Linked DNA regions of Hordeum vulgare: region 2 is linked to region 1. The links are chromatin contacts, called in public Hi-C maps. All regions are on one chromosome and are shown on one strand. Each heading gives the region's core, a stretch centred on a gene start, on an enhancer-like site or on the middle of the called end of the contact. The rest is flanking DNA. Distances are from core to core; before and after follow the strand shown. Region 1 has its middle 48 kb from the start of LOC123430850. Region 2 has its middle 75 kb from the start of LOC123427879.

Region 1 (6,568 bases), core at 3,046-5,545:
TTCATATGTTTAGGTGAGCTTCCCAAAATAACCTTTCCTTACTGAATTCCAAAATAATATTGGACCCTTATGTGTTCTAAATATGCTAATAAGCCCTTTATTTTAGTTTTCCAATTTTGTGTGTGTTCAATGAGATGTCATCTGTGTGAAATTGCCAACACTTCACCGTCAAAATAACTTCCAATTGGGCAAAACGCAAGTCCCACATACACTAGTGGGGACATGGTCTATAGTCCCGGCCCGTAAGGGGCTTTAGTCCCGGTTCACCAACCGGGACCAAAGAGGCGGTACTAAAGACCTAACCTTTAGTCCCGGCCCTGTTCCAAGCCGGTACCAAAGGTGCTCCACGTGGGCGCCTCGGAGCGCCCTCAGGGGCAGGGCCTTTAGTCCCGGCCCGTAACACGGACCGGGACTAAAGGATCCGTCTGTTTTTTTTTTGTTTGACCCAAAAAGGTACCTTTTTATTTATTTTTCAAATTTTATTTTTGAATATTCTTTGATTTGTTTTTATGTTTTATTTCAATTTTTAAATCTTTGATTTATTTGACAATTTAATCTCTAATCACCCATCCTCACTGCTCTAGCGTAGATTACTCATTTTAAATCGTCTAACTTCTCGACCGGTCACCCATCCTTTCACTGCTTCAGCCCGAGCACGCTTAACTTCCTGGTTCTATCGCCCCTAGTTGCCAAGTCTGCACTTGTTGTTCTCCTGACAATAGTAAGCTATCAATCCTAAACAACCTAGGGTTTGATGTCATGTCACATGATTTAATTTTTTGAATTCAAACAATTATTAAAATAAACAAAATAAGTAATAATAATAGTGAATTTCAATGAAAACAACCTAAAGATTTTAAATAAAATTATTTTTTCTTATTTTTGTGGAAAAAACTTCTTTTTGCCATAACTTTTTTTACATTTGGAAATTTGAGCATCTGAGAAAACTTCATCGGGCAAGCCCCGGTGAAATCGATTCCCAATTTTCTCTAGTTTTTTTTTATATATTAAACTTTTTTTTTTGACATCGTATGCAAAAGTTATGGCCGTTTTACATTTTTCCCTTTTTTGAAAAAACGGTCAAAATTCATATCTCAAAATTTTTATACCAACTAGGCACTAAAACCTAACTACATCTCAAAGGATTTTATTTTTTGAAGATTTTAGCATTTTTGTTTATTTTCTACAAAACTAAAAAAAGACGGTCCAGGGAGGGTAGCAGACTTTAAAAATTTTAGAATCTCCCTTTATCCAAGAGTCCAATCATACCCGTCAACTACATTTGCTAGCACCGTCCCCGCCAGAATCACAACTAAGGTTAACCAAGCCAGAGTTAACCCTTTCTAACTTTATTTGCTATGTTGAGCTAAATGATCCTGAAATTGAAAAGAACTATAATGAACTGTGAAAATGTTGAAACTTGGCATGGTATCATCATTTCATCCACATAGCTTGTGCTAAAAAGTTGAGAGGGTTACGACAAAAACTGGATGCACTTCGTGTACAAACTGGACCATCTCCTTCGAAGTATCACGGTTTCGGACGAAAACCCATCTGCTAGAAAGATATTTTATTTTTTTACTTATTTCAACTTCAGACATTTTATGCATTTTGTGCATTCAATATAAACCATTCAAAACCACATCCTAAATTTCGACCATTTATAACTTCATTTGCTATTTTTCATGCATTTAATGATTTTTTGACCTAGATGACCTTGAAATTGAAAAGCCCGACAAATGAACTCTGAAAAGGTTGAAACTTGGCATCGTATCATCATTTCTTCCACATAGCATGTGCTAAAAAGTTGAGAGGGTTACGTCAAAAACTGGATGCACTTCGTGTACAAAATAAACAATCTCTTTCGAAGTATCAGGGTTTCGAACGAAAACTCATCTATTGCAAAGGGATTTCATTTTTTTGAACTTATTTGAACTCCATACTTTTTGTGTGTTTAAAATACACCATTTAAAGCCACATCATAAATTTTCAATATTTTCTGACTTCATTTGGTATTTTTCATGCATTTACTTACTTTTTTGAGCTAATTGACCCTGAAATTGAAAAGCACTACAAATGAACTCTGAAAAGGTTGAATTCAATATGCATTCAATATGCACCATACTATAACATGTTAAAATCTACAGAAAGTACTAACTAAAAATAATAAAAAACAACAATTAAATGACTAAAACAACTATATAAGCAAAACAATATTGTTTTAATTAAAATCAAAATTTAAATTATTCTAAAAATAACCAAATAAATCTTTCTGTGATAACGATCTAACAGATGACTAGGAGAAAAAAGAATTAAATTAAAAACTATTTGTAAACTCAAGTTATTCACAATTTGGGTTTGAAGCAAATTTGAACAAATTCAAATTTAAACCATTCAAATTTAAAAACTAATTGCACAAACAGAAACTAGACAAAATTTTGAATCTAATGCAAAAAAGAATCACTCAAAAAAAATTAAATATCCTAAAAGATATAAGCAATTTAAAACAGAAACTACAAACAGAAATAAAATTTAAAAACAGGAAAATAGTCCCGGTTCGAGACACGAACCGGGACTAAAGGTCCCTTTTGAACCGGGACTAATGACCGACCGGCGCCCTTGCCGTTCGAACCGGGACTAATGCTAATATTAGTCCCGGTTCGTAATGGAACCGGGACTAATGTGTAAATTGAGCTGGGACGGAAGCCCCTTTTTCTACTAGTGATAGTTTTGAAGCTTGCGAGCAATATTTGATGTAGAGTTAAGTTTGAACTTAGACTTTTGCAGCAGTTGAGAGAAAATTATTGGTGGTTTGCATTTGCAGGAGAGGCACATGCACTAATGCTTTATCACGGTGTACGTAGCTATCACATATATATGCCACTACATGTACGCATGTATGCTTTTTACTGAAAAGAGGAATCACTTATACACGATGCATACTGTAGCGCATATCCATGAAGTAATTGGAGACCAAGAGCGCATCTACACAACATATATGTTATAGTTTATCTGGACAACCGAAACAAAGAGAAATAAAGAAAATAAAGATTCCACGAAGACTTTGTTTGCTGGGAGGCGCCTCACCTAATCATGTCGCCACTTGAAGGTAGCTAGCCACTATTAACACGAGCCAATGAGCGATGATCTCACGCTAATAGTTTAGGGCTCAACGGCATCTTTGCCAGGGTGGAAACCTTTAACAAAATGGTAACTAAAGATAAGCACTACACCTATTAGGGCCAATATTGTATGTATTAGCAGCTATCGCATATGGGCCCCGAATATGTAAAGTGACGGCATCGGACGGCAAATGGGGGTGCAAATGGGAGGATGATAGAAGCTCTTATGCCACAAAGAGTGTTGACCTAACTAAAGGAGTATGTCTAGGAGTATTTTTAAGGGCGAGAAAAAATATTAACCGACCAAGAGTTGCTTGTGCAGTACATATATGATAAACACCCCTTGTGATTGATGATGATTGATTGTCGCCCTTTTCAACTCCATAATCCAGTGGCTTAATCAAATGGTTAATTTGTCATGTCAAATCTATCTCCCCGATCGATCGATCCCCCTCAGTCGTCATATCCAGGTAGATTTCCTTAATCTAGTTTATTCATGGCCCCAGATGTGGCGTTTGATTTCATTTACCAGTAAAAAGTAGTGGTTTGGTATATGGACGTCGATGGATCCATGACTGATTCTCAGCTAGTGGAATCTATGGTCAATAATTAATCAGTAGTCCTGTGCTATGACCTCTCTGAAAATAGCAGCTTACCCAGGACACGATTAACCCCAAAAAATTACCCTAGTTAAGCTCATTTCGATCAACATCGATCGTCTTAGATCTCAGGTACGCACATAGCCACATATAAACAAATAACACAGGGCTAGCTTTGTCGATCATATGCATCCACGGGCACGCAATTACTACTGATTTGACTCTTGGCGCAGGCAGCTCGATCGATCGATCTGCCTGCAGCGAGCAGCCGCCCGCCCTGTCGATCCGGTGCTCACATGCCTGGACTCGTGGAAGATGGATGCTCATATGCATGCGAGCTAGCTCCGGCGAACCAATCATCGCAGTCCCCCGTGCCCGTCGACGGTCGACGGAGGCAGCTGCGGCACGAAGTGGGCCGGGGCGGGCGTACGGGCACGTGACGGCGTGGCCCGCCGGTGACCGGCGCATCGCATATGCGTTCACGTGCGCGCGCGTCCCATCGATCCCAGCCGTGGTCCATGGCTGCCGGCCCTCGAGATATTCGATCGGGAGCTAGTAGCTAGCATTACATGCGTGCGTGCGTGCGTGCAGCATCATGGAGAGGAGGGAGTGGAGTGGAGCTAGCTGGACAGTGAGGCCAGTCACTCACACTGTCGCACGTGCGGCGCGCCCGTCGAGGCGGCCGCATGTGCTTCCACTATCCATGCCTCGCCCCTCCATGTTGGTTGGTTGGTTGCCGGACGTGAGGCGCAGGAAGCGGGCGATCGAGGGCGGCCGGCCGGACGGGCTGACGTACGTCTCGCCACGGACAAGGAATGGTAAAGGTGAACGCTAACCATCCATCCATAGTATGGATGGATCGGTGGTGGTGATTGGACTTCGTTATGGCTGAATATATACTCTTTCCGCCTGCTTGTCGACAGGCTACAGCTTGACACTAGATCGTTGAACATTGATGATGTGTGTTGCTGTGCCTTTCTATTTTTACGATGTAATGGTAGGGACTGCAACAAGTGCATAAGAGCCATATTGTGTCAGCAATCAAAGTTGGAAAATTGAATTGGCAATAAAGCATGGTATTGGTGAATAAACAGAACGTGAATTTTATTTGATCTACAAATATGGTGGTCTTAGGACATCTCTAAGACTGAGCTTCAAACCGCCCGCATCTGTCTAGACCGCGATGTACGAACCGCGAAAGTCATCCAACACATGTATCGGTCTGTCGAGCGGTTCGGACGTATTTTCTCTAGCAAACCCGAGACAAACGTGTGAGACTTTGCGGGAGTCCAGGCATAATACATGTAGGACTCCGACACCCCCGACCCATCCAAAACCCTTTTCGAACCCGCGCCTCCATTCTCCCTATTTTCTTTCCTTCCTTCTTTCTCTCTTGCCTTCGCCGCCGCTCCACCACCCTGGTCACCATGCCACACCTCTGTCGAAACTCTAATTTTCCCTCACCTCCAACGTTCCAGCCGGGCTCGGATGATTGATGTTCATGGATTGCATGGATTTGAAGGTTTCATTTGAGGTATGTGGATGTGCGCTGTCCGGGAGGGTGCCCGGACGTGCACGCGGCGTATAGGGGGTTGGATTTGTCAAGTCTGGCTATAGATGCTCTAAGTGCACGGCCACACTCCGGGCGCTTGCATATGCCACGACCGATGATTGGTGGGATGGGTACCTATGGATGTCTGAGAGCACATAAGGAGACGCCATGGTCAGGTTTGCGACTGTCGTGGTCGAGATGTTTAGACTTCAGTGCCTGAGAGAACCAACTGCTGCAGACACCGATAGGCTCTTGACAATCTAACAAGCAAGAGGGTGGCCAGGTTTGCTGGGATCTCTTGACTCACAATGACATCGATGTGCTGCAGTGATCATCGTTGTTTGCGAGGCTGACTCAAGGGAAAGCTCCTCCTTGACGCTATATTGTGAATGGACATGAGTACAACATGGGCTATTATATGGCTGACGGTATCTATCCTCCGTGGGCTATCTTTTTCAGCACCATCTCTAACCGAGTTGGTCAGAAAAAGTCTCACTTTCCTAAAGACAAGAAGTAGCTAGAAGGATATGAAGAGGGCATTTGGAGTTCTGCAGGCCTGTTTTATAGTTGTTCATGGACTTGATAAACAACTACCAAAAGGGCACGTGCATTGTAACGGAAAAAATATCATAATGTTCAATGATCATGATCACATTTGCTGCACTAATTTTTGAAATCAAGAATATCTTTTTTAAATCATGCACATATTTGCAAACATGATATTTTTTAAATTCATGAACACATTTAGAAATTATTGTACATTTTCTAAAACCAAGCATATTTTTTTAATTCATGAACATTTTATACAGTTTGGAAAAAAAATGTAAGTTGTGAACATTATTTTCAATATTCTTGAATTGGTGAACATTTCAAAATCGAAATAACAAACTTTAAATTGGTGGAACGATTTTTTAAGGTTCGCATACATTTTTTTGGTTTAACGAACATTTTCCTGACTAAACGAACATTTTTTGAAATAAATGATCGTTTTTTGAATCAGCAAAAATCAAATAAATGAATAAAAAAGTGTAAGTCACGAACAGTTTTAAAATTTTCATGATATTTTTTAATTCATGGACTTTTTTTTTAATTGGAGAAATGTTTTTCAATTTCATTAACATTTTTAATAAGCAAAATTTTTAAAAATTGATGAACATTATTTTATTTCACCATCTTTTGTTTTGAAATTTTCGCATTTTTTAGAATAAGCAAATATTTTATTACAAAATCTCGAACATTTTTATTCCAAAGTAATTTATATTTTATTAAAAATTAAATTCAAAATTCTCAAAAAA
Region 2 (6,568 bases), core at 2,170-4,669, 34 kb after region 1:
GGGAGAATCTGGAAAAGAGATGGTTCCCACCTTAGTGGGGAGTAGTAACATGGGAACATCATCAAGGAAAACAAGATATGATGTCAAAAGATCGAAGGGAACGACATTGAATGCTAATGTACTAGTTTTTTAAACATCAAGTTTTGAGGGATGAATATAAAACATGGGATTTTATTGATAGGAGGATACAAACCAAAGCTAGAAAAAAGAGGGTTCAGATCAAAGGACGAGCAACTCCAATCGTTCGACCATCATGGTGGCTAGCTTGTGTGGAAGGAGGTTGCAACACCAAGTGAAAAGTGCATGACTAAACGAAGGGCCTCACGTGTGCTCCCTATAAGCCCTCCGGGACATCCATCCTAGCCGCCATGCACAAGATAAGAAATAGAGGGGGAAGCCAGCCAAATCTGGTATTTGGGAAGGGTAAAGACTAAAATTCCACGAGGGATGCATTAACGACACTTACGCCTATTGCTAATAAATGTTCAATCTCCCTTGCTTCTCCGAACCATGAGGTCGCCTGGTCTGGTGGACATGCCTCAAGGGAAGAGGGAGGAATAAATCAAAAACAGAGAGGACACGGAGGAAACGATGACCACGGAGTTGAGACCAACCCAACAACATAAAGGTAAGCACATGAGCATGTTGGTTTTCTTCTTTCTTGTTTCTGATTTGGTATGGGGTCTACAATATTTTGGGTCCTTTTTTCCCTTTCACACTTTCTATTTTCTATTCAGTTTTCGTTATCCACTTGGTTTCTAGGCTCCTTTTTCTTGTCGTGTATTTTAAAATTTATGAAACACTTCTTTTCAAAAAGAATAATTATAAATTCATGAAGCTTTTAAATTCCCAAAAGTTTTTAAAAATGTTGATCATATTTTTCCTTCAACGATTGATTATTAAAGTTCTAGAATGATTTTTATTTCCTTCACAATTTAGAATTCATGGATATTTTGAAAAATCACAAGTATCATTCTAAAAATTATCAATGTTTTTAGTTCATGACTATTAAAAAATATTAGTTTTTTTAATAGGATAAAATTGAAAGTTATCCAACATTTTATTTCTTCCACATGACCAAGGAGACACAACGACGAGCGCGCAAGGGATATTCAACACTCAAAGAATAGAAGACGAGCTCATGTCACGCCCCCAATGTTGGCCCTAGAATATGACAAATAATACTCATACCATATCCTAATCCATATTATTTTTTGATTCGGAAGCGTGATGAAAGTGATGCAGATGTAAATTAGAATATTAAATTGTGTTGAATACAGATATCAGGAGCTCCTATGTCAGGCTTACTGCGTCAAGTAATAGTTGCTTCGCACACAGGCTCCCCTTGGCGGGCTTTTTTGGCCCGTTTTTTGTTTCTTTTGTTTCGCGAGGGAACGAAGAGGACGTTTGTGTACGCTTCGTAAGGTAGAGGGCGTAATTTGTTTTTTTTTCTCTTTTTCCTATTTTCTATTTACTTCAATTTAAAACTCCACATTTCTGGAAACACGATCAAATTTATAAATTCCAAGATATGTTTAGCAAGAGGAGCTAAACTTAACTTTTTTTCAACCAACACACAATTTTAAATTCTGAACATTTTTTTGAAAATGTGAACAAAAATTTGAACTCGAAACATTTAGGATTTTTCTTTGGAAATTCATAATATTTTTTAGCATTGCGAAGAAAAATTAAATTTTAGAACATGAACCAAATTCCAAAACTCTCAAACACTTTTTGAAAACATGCACCATTTTTAAATTCCAAACATTTTTGGAAATTTTGAACAAATATTGAAATTAGGCAAAAACAAATTGTTATTTTTGCCTTTTTATTTTCTGAAATTTGACTACAAATGTGAAAAGAAACCGGAATAGTTTTGAAAATGTGAACCAAACATTGAAAATGCAAAATTATTTCAAAAATTACAAACTTTCTTGAATTTGTGAACAAAATTTGGAAAATGGACAATAATTTTCAACTTCTAAACATTTTTAAACCCAAAAAAAGTTACAAAAATGAAAGGTTTGTTCAAACGCGTGAACTTTTTGAGAAAATCACGAACATCTTACTGAATTATGAACAAACTTGAAAAAGAAGAACATTTTTTGAAGAGCTGAGCAACTTAGGAAACAGAGCAAAAGTTGGAAAAGCGAAACATTTATTCAAATAGGCAAAAAAATTATGAAAATCACGAACATTTTTTCAGTTTGTAAACATACAATATAATAACAACAGATGAATTTTTCTGAAAATTTCAAAAAAAGTTTGAAAATGCAAAGATTATTTGAAAAATCGCGAACATTTATTGAATTAGTGAATTTTTTTTGAAAAATAGGGATCAATTTTCAACTTCTCAACACTATGAGAAACCCATAGAAAAATTGCGAAAACAAAATTGAAAATCTGAGAAATTTGAGAAACAATAACAAAATTCAGAAAAGACAGGCATTTTTTCAAATAGGTAAAAAAAATAAAAAACATGAACCTTTTTAAAATTTGTACACAAACAATTCTTAAAAAACGAAGATCATTTTCTAAAAATGTGGACAAAATTTAGAAAAATACAAATATTATTTAAAAAATCATGAACATTTTCTGAATGGGTGAACACAATTTGAAAGATGATGAGCAAGTTTCAACTTCTCGACATTTTTAGAAACCCAGACAAATCATGAACTTTTTATGAAAATCATGAACATTTTATGTAATTATGACCAAAATTGAAAAAAAAATCATTTTTTGAACATCTCAGCAATTAAGGAAACCAAGATCAGAAGCTGGAAAAGAAAACAAATTTTCAAATAGGCAAAAAAAATAAAATTACGAATTTTTTTTAGTTTATAAAAGGAGAATTTTAAAAAAGCAAAGAACATTTTTTCAAAATTTAAAAAATATTTAGAAAATGCAAATGTTTTACGAAAAATCATGAACATTGTCTGAGCTTTGGAACGAAATTTGAAAAATGAGGAACAATTTTGAACTTCTCAACATAAAAATAAAAAACTGAAATATTTTCTCAAACATGCGATTTTTTTATGAAAATCATGAACGCTTTATGAAATTATGCAAAAAGTTGAAAAAACAAACATTTTTTCAAATAGGCAAAAATATTTCAAAATCACGAGCATTTTCCAATTTTTAAACAAACAATTTAAAAAAAAAAGATAAACATAAAACAAAGAAAAATGTAAAAAATGAAAATTCTGAAAATCAAGAAATATGTACTTAGAAAAGATCGCAAAACAAAGAAATGAAAAAGTAAACAGAAAAAAACGGTTTTGGGAACAATCTGGTAGGTTCCGAAGACTGGGTGCCTGGCTATGGGGAGTGGACTGTTCCAATTCTCGCGCTAGAGGGGTACGAAAACTCGATAGTTTGAGGCAGTGAGCGTCAAATAGGTTTATCTAAGCAGGTGAGCTCCGATTTGAACCACTCTGCGTCCAACAGCTGGAGCTTCGCACAGAGCAGCCGACTAGCGGCCCTTTCTGGGCTTTCCCGTGTTTTCGTTCCTGGTTGAGCTGTTTCTGTACGTTTGTTCTGTTTCACTGCTGTTTTGGAGGTGGCTACCATTTTGTTGCTGGCTCTCCTATTTGTACTGTTTCGGAGCTGGCTAGTGGTTCTCCTATATATATCTCATCTTAAATACATATGTTTTAAAAAAACATTTACAAGGTAACTGTGGTGGTCTCTACAACAATTGTAAAATTTAAAAAGTTTATTTTACAAATTAAATCAGCTGGCAAATAATTTTTAAATAATGCTAATAATTTTTTTGGAAAACTCACACAAAATTTTGAGTAATTTTATAAACCTAATTCTTTTTTAAACATTTTATAAACCTAATTTTTTTTAAAACATTTTAAAAAAACCTAATTTATAACAAAATTTTATGACAACAAACAAATATTGAATTTCCCATCCATTTTTTCAAAACATGAACATTTCATAAAATGGAGAACCAATTTGAGAGCACGAACAATATTTTCAACCACAAACATTTTTTCAATCTTGATAACAAATTTTAAAAAAGAGAAATTTTTTGAAAAATTCTGAACAAATTTGGAAGCGCGAACAATTTTTTAAAGCATGAACTTTTTTGAATATTAAGAACAAATTATGAAACGGAGGACAATTTTGTGAAATCCTGAACAAATTTGGAAGTGCGAGCAATTTTTTAAAGCACGAACATTTTTTGAATCTTGAGAAGAAATGTTTTAAATAGGAACAATTTTTAAAAATCTTAAACAAATTAAAAAACGCAAACAGTTTTTGAAAACATGATTTTTTTTTGTATCTTGAGAACAAATTTTGAAAAACAAGAGCACTTTTTGAAAAACAAGAAACATTTTCTAAAACAAGAACAGTTTTTAAAAAACCAGAACATTTTTTGAACTTATGAAAAATGTTTTGGAATATTTTTTAGAAGCAAGAATATTTTTCAAAATTTAATAACAATTTGCTAACATGAACTTAGTTTATTTTTTTTAAAGTATGTCGAACATTTTATTAAAACTACCCAACATTTTCTTAAAATACCGAACATTTTTTATATACCGAACATGTTTTTTAAATCTCGAACATTATTTGAGTTTTGAATTTTGTAAAAACGGCAACTATTTGGAATTTATAACGTTGCTTTAAAAGACAAAAAAATTGAATTTAAAGAAACATTTTTGAACATAACTTATTTAAAAAAAGATAAATAACCTTGGAAAAATATAAAAAAAAAGAAAAAGGAAAAGGAAAAGGAAAAAAGAAACAGAAACATAAAAAAGATAAAAGAAAAAAGAAAAAACTGATACTAAAAGAGAACGGTTCTGGGAACGTACAAAAACGGAATTGAAGCAAACGTTAATTGGCCGGCCATATGACATCGCTGGATCGTTCTCCGTATGCGTCCAATAGCATTTTACCGGATATCGTATGGTAATGGAACGGACTCGGATCAGGAACGATCATGTACCACATGCATATGGTAATGGAACGGACTCGGATCAGGAAAGATAGCATTCACAAAATGCTACTCCCTCCGTTCCTAAATATAAGTCTTTTTAAAGGTTTCACTAATAGATTACATACGGATGTATATAGACATAATTTAGATTGTAGATTCACTCATTTTGCTTCGTATGTAGACCCCTAATGAAATCTCTTAAAAGACTTATATTTAAGAACGGAGGAAGTACTTAAGACCGTAAACTTTACTTACAAATCAGATTTCCACATTTGTTGAATTATCCAACAAAAATAACCGATATCCTACAATGCCATATAGTATTTCACCTAGGGGACGAGGGTATATACCAGTAGCTATGTTATCTCTCTCTCTCTCTCGTTCTTGAGATGGCATGATCTTGACGTATCACATACCATGTTAATCTAGTTGGATCATATGATGTTATTCCCTTGCTACCTTGTTGTGATGAATTGACCTTTTCCGTAAAGATCTTGATATGTTGGATTGAATATTTCGATTTGAGAACACTTGATGTATGTCTTGCATGCAGATACCCATGGTGACATTGGGGTATTCAAGTGATTCACTTGATATATGTTATGGCATCAACTTGCAGATTCTGGTAACCTTGGGGATCTATGCATAGGGGTTGATTGCATGCTTTCATATTACGTTCTCCGATAGAAATCTTGGGGTACTCCTTGAAGTTCTTTGTGTTGGATTGAATATGATAGATCTGGAATTAGTTGATGCATATCGCATAATTTACCCACAGATACTTGAGGTGACATTGGATTATCTAGGTGACATTAGGGTTGATTGATAGTATCATGGGTGTTATTCTACTACAAATTCTAGTGATGTTTGTGATAGCCTGACTTATTAGGGATGATAGACTACTCATATCAATAATGAATTCCTTCTTTTTGGGAGCCCATTCGAACAGAATTCCCACGTTAAGCGTGCTTGGCTTGGAGTAGTTCTAGGATGGGTGACCGACTAGGAAGTTGATCCCGGATGCACATGAGTGAGGACAAAGTGTGCAAAAAAAACTAGTATTGATACGTGGGGCCACTCTAGATCCTGTCAGTAGTAACGACCGCCGACGGATGTGTCCGGGGCGTTACACTGTTTGTGACACTTATATGATTAGCTCAGATTGATCAGAAAGAATAACTTTGAGGTGGTTCTACTACCCAAACCAATTTAAATAGGAACTTTGGAGTGATTCTTTCTTGCACATTGAGGGATGATGATATGATTCTATTATGTTAGCATTGTTGAGAGATTGCAATAGCGAAAATATGAACCCTAGGCCTTATTACCAAGCACTTATGTAACATTTTCCTCACTGTTTTACAATTGCTACCTTTTTGTTTTTATATTTTTAGATTACAAAAACATATATCTAGTAACCATACTACACTTGTATCACCATCTCTTTGCCGAACTAGTGCACCTATACAATTTACCATTGCTTTGGATGTGTTGGGGACACAAGAGATTTTTTGTATTTGATTGCAGGGTTTTTGAGAGATACCATCTTCATCCTACACCTCCCACGGATTGATAAATCTTACTCTTGAGGGAAAATTGCTATTGTCCTACAAA

What was found. Hi-C and Micro-C count contacts between places; a contact is called where the count stands out from the background.
Region 2: a Hi-C map of leaf shows a contact between it and region 1, with 2.5 times the contacts expected there. The contact joins two enhancer-like sites. A contact is called at or near these places in 2 of 6 Hi-C or Micro-C datasets (leaf and seedling).

What each region holds. Positions count from the first base shown.
Region 1 is chr2H:617,684,341-617,690,908 of MorexV3_pseudomolecules_assembly, forward strand. No RefSeq gene overlaps it. Among protein-coding and RNA genes, the nearest start is that of LOC123430850, 48 kb to the left of the region's middle. Within about 2 kb of position 4,296, at least 3 of the 3 cell types and tissues checked have open chromatin away from gene starts, as enhancers often do. A contact at or near this core is called in leaf, where this site is marked.
Region 2 is chr2H:617,719,397-617,725,964 of MorexV3_pseudomolecules_assembly, forward strand. No RefSeq gene overlaps it. Among protein-coding and RNA genes, the nearest start is that of LOC123427879, 75 kb to the right of the region's middle. Within about 2 kb of position 3,420, at least 2 of the 3 cell types and tissues checked have open chromatin away from gene starts, as enhancers often do. A contact at or near this core is called in leaf, where this site is marked.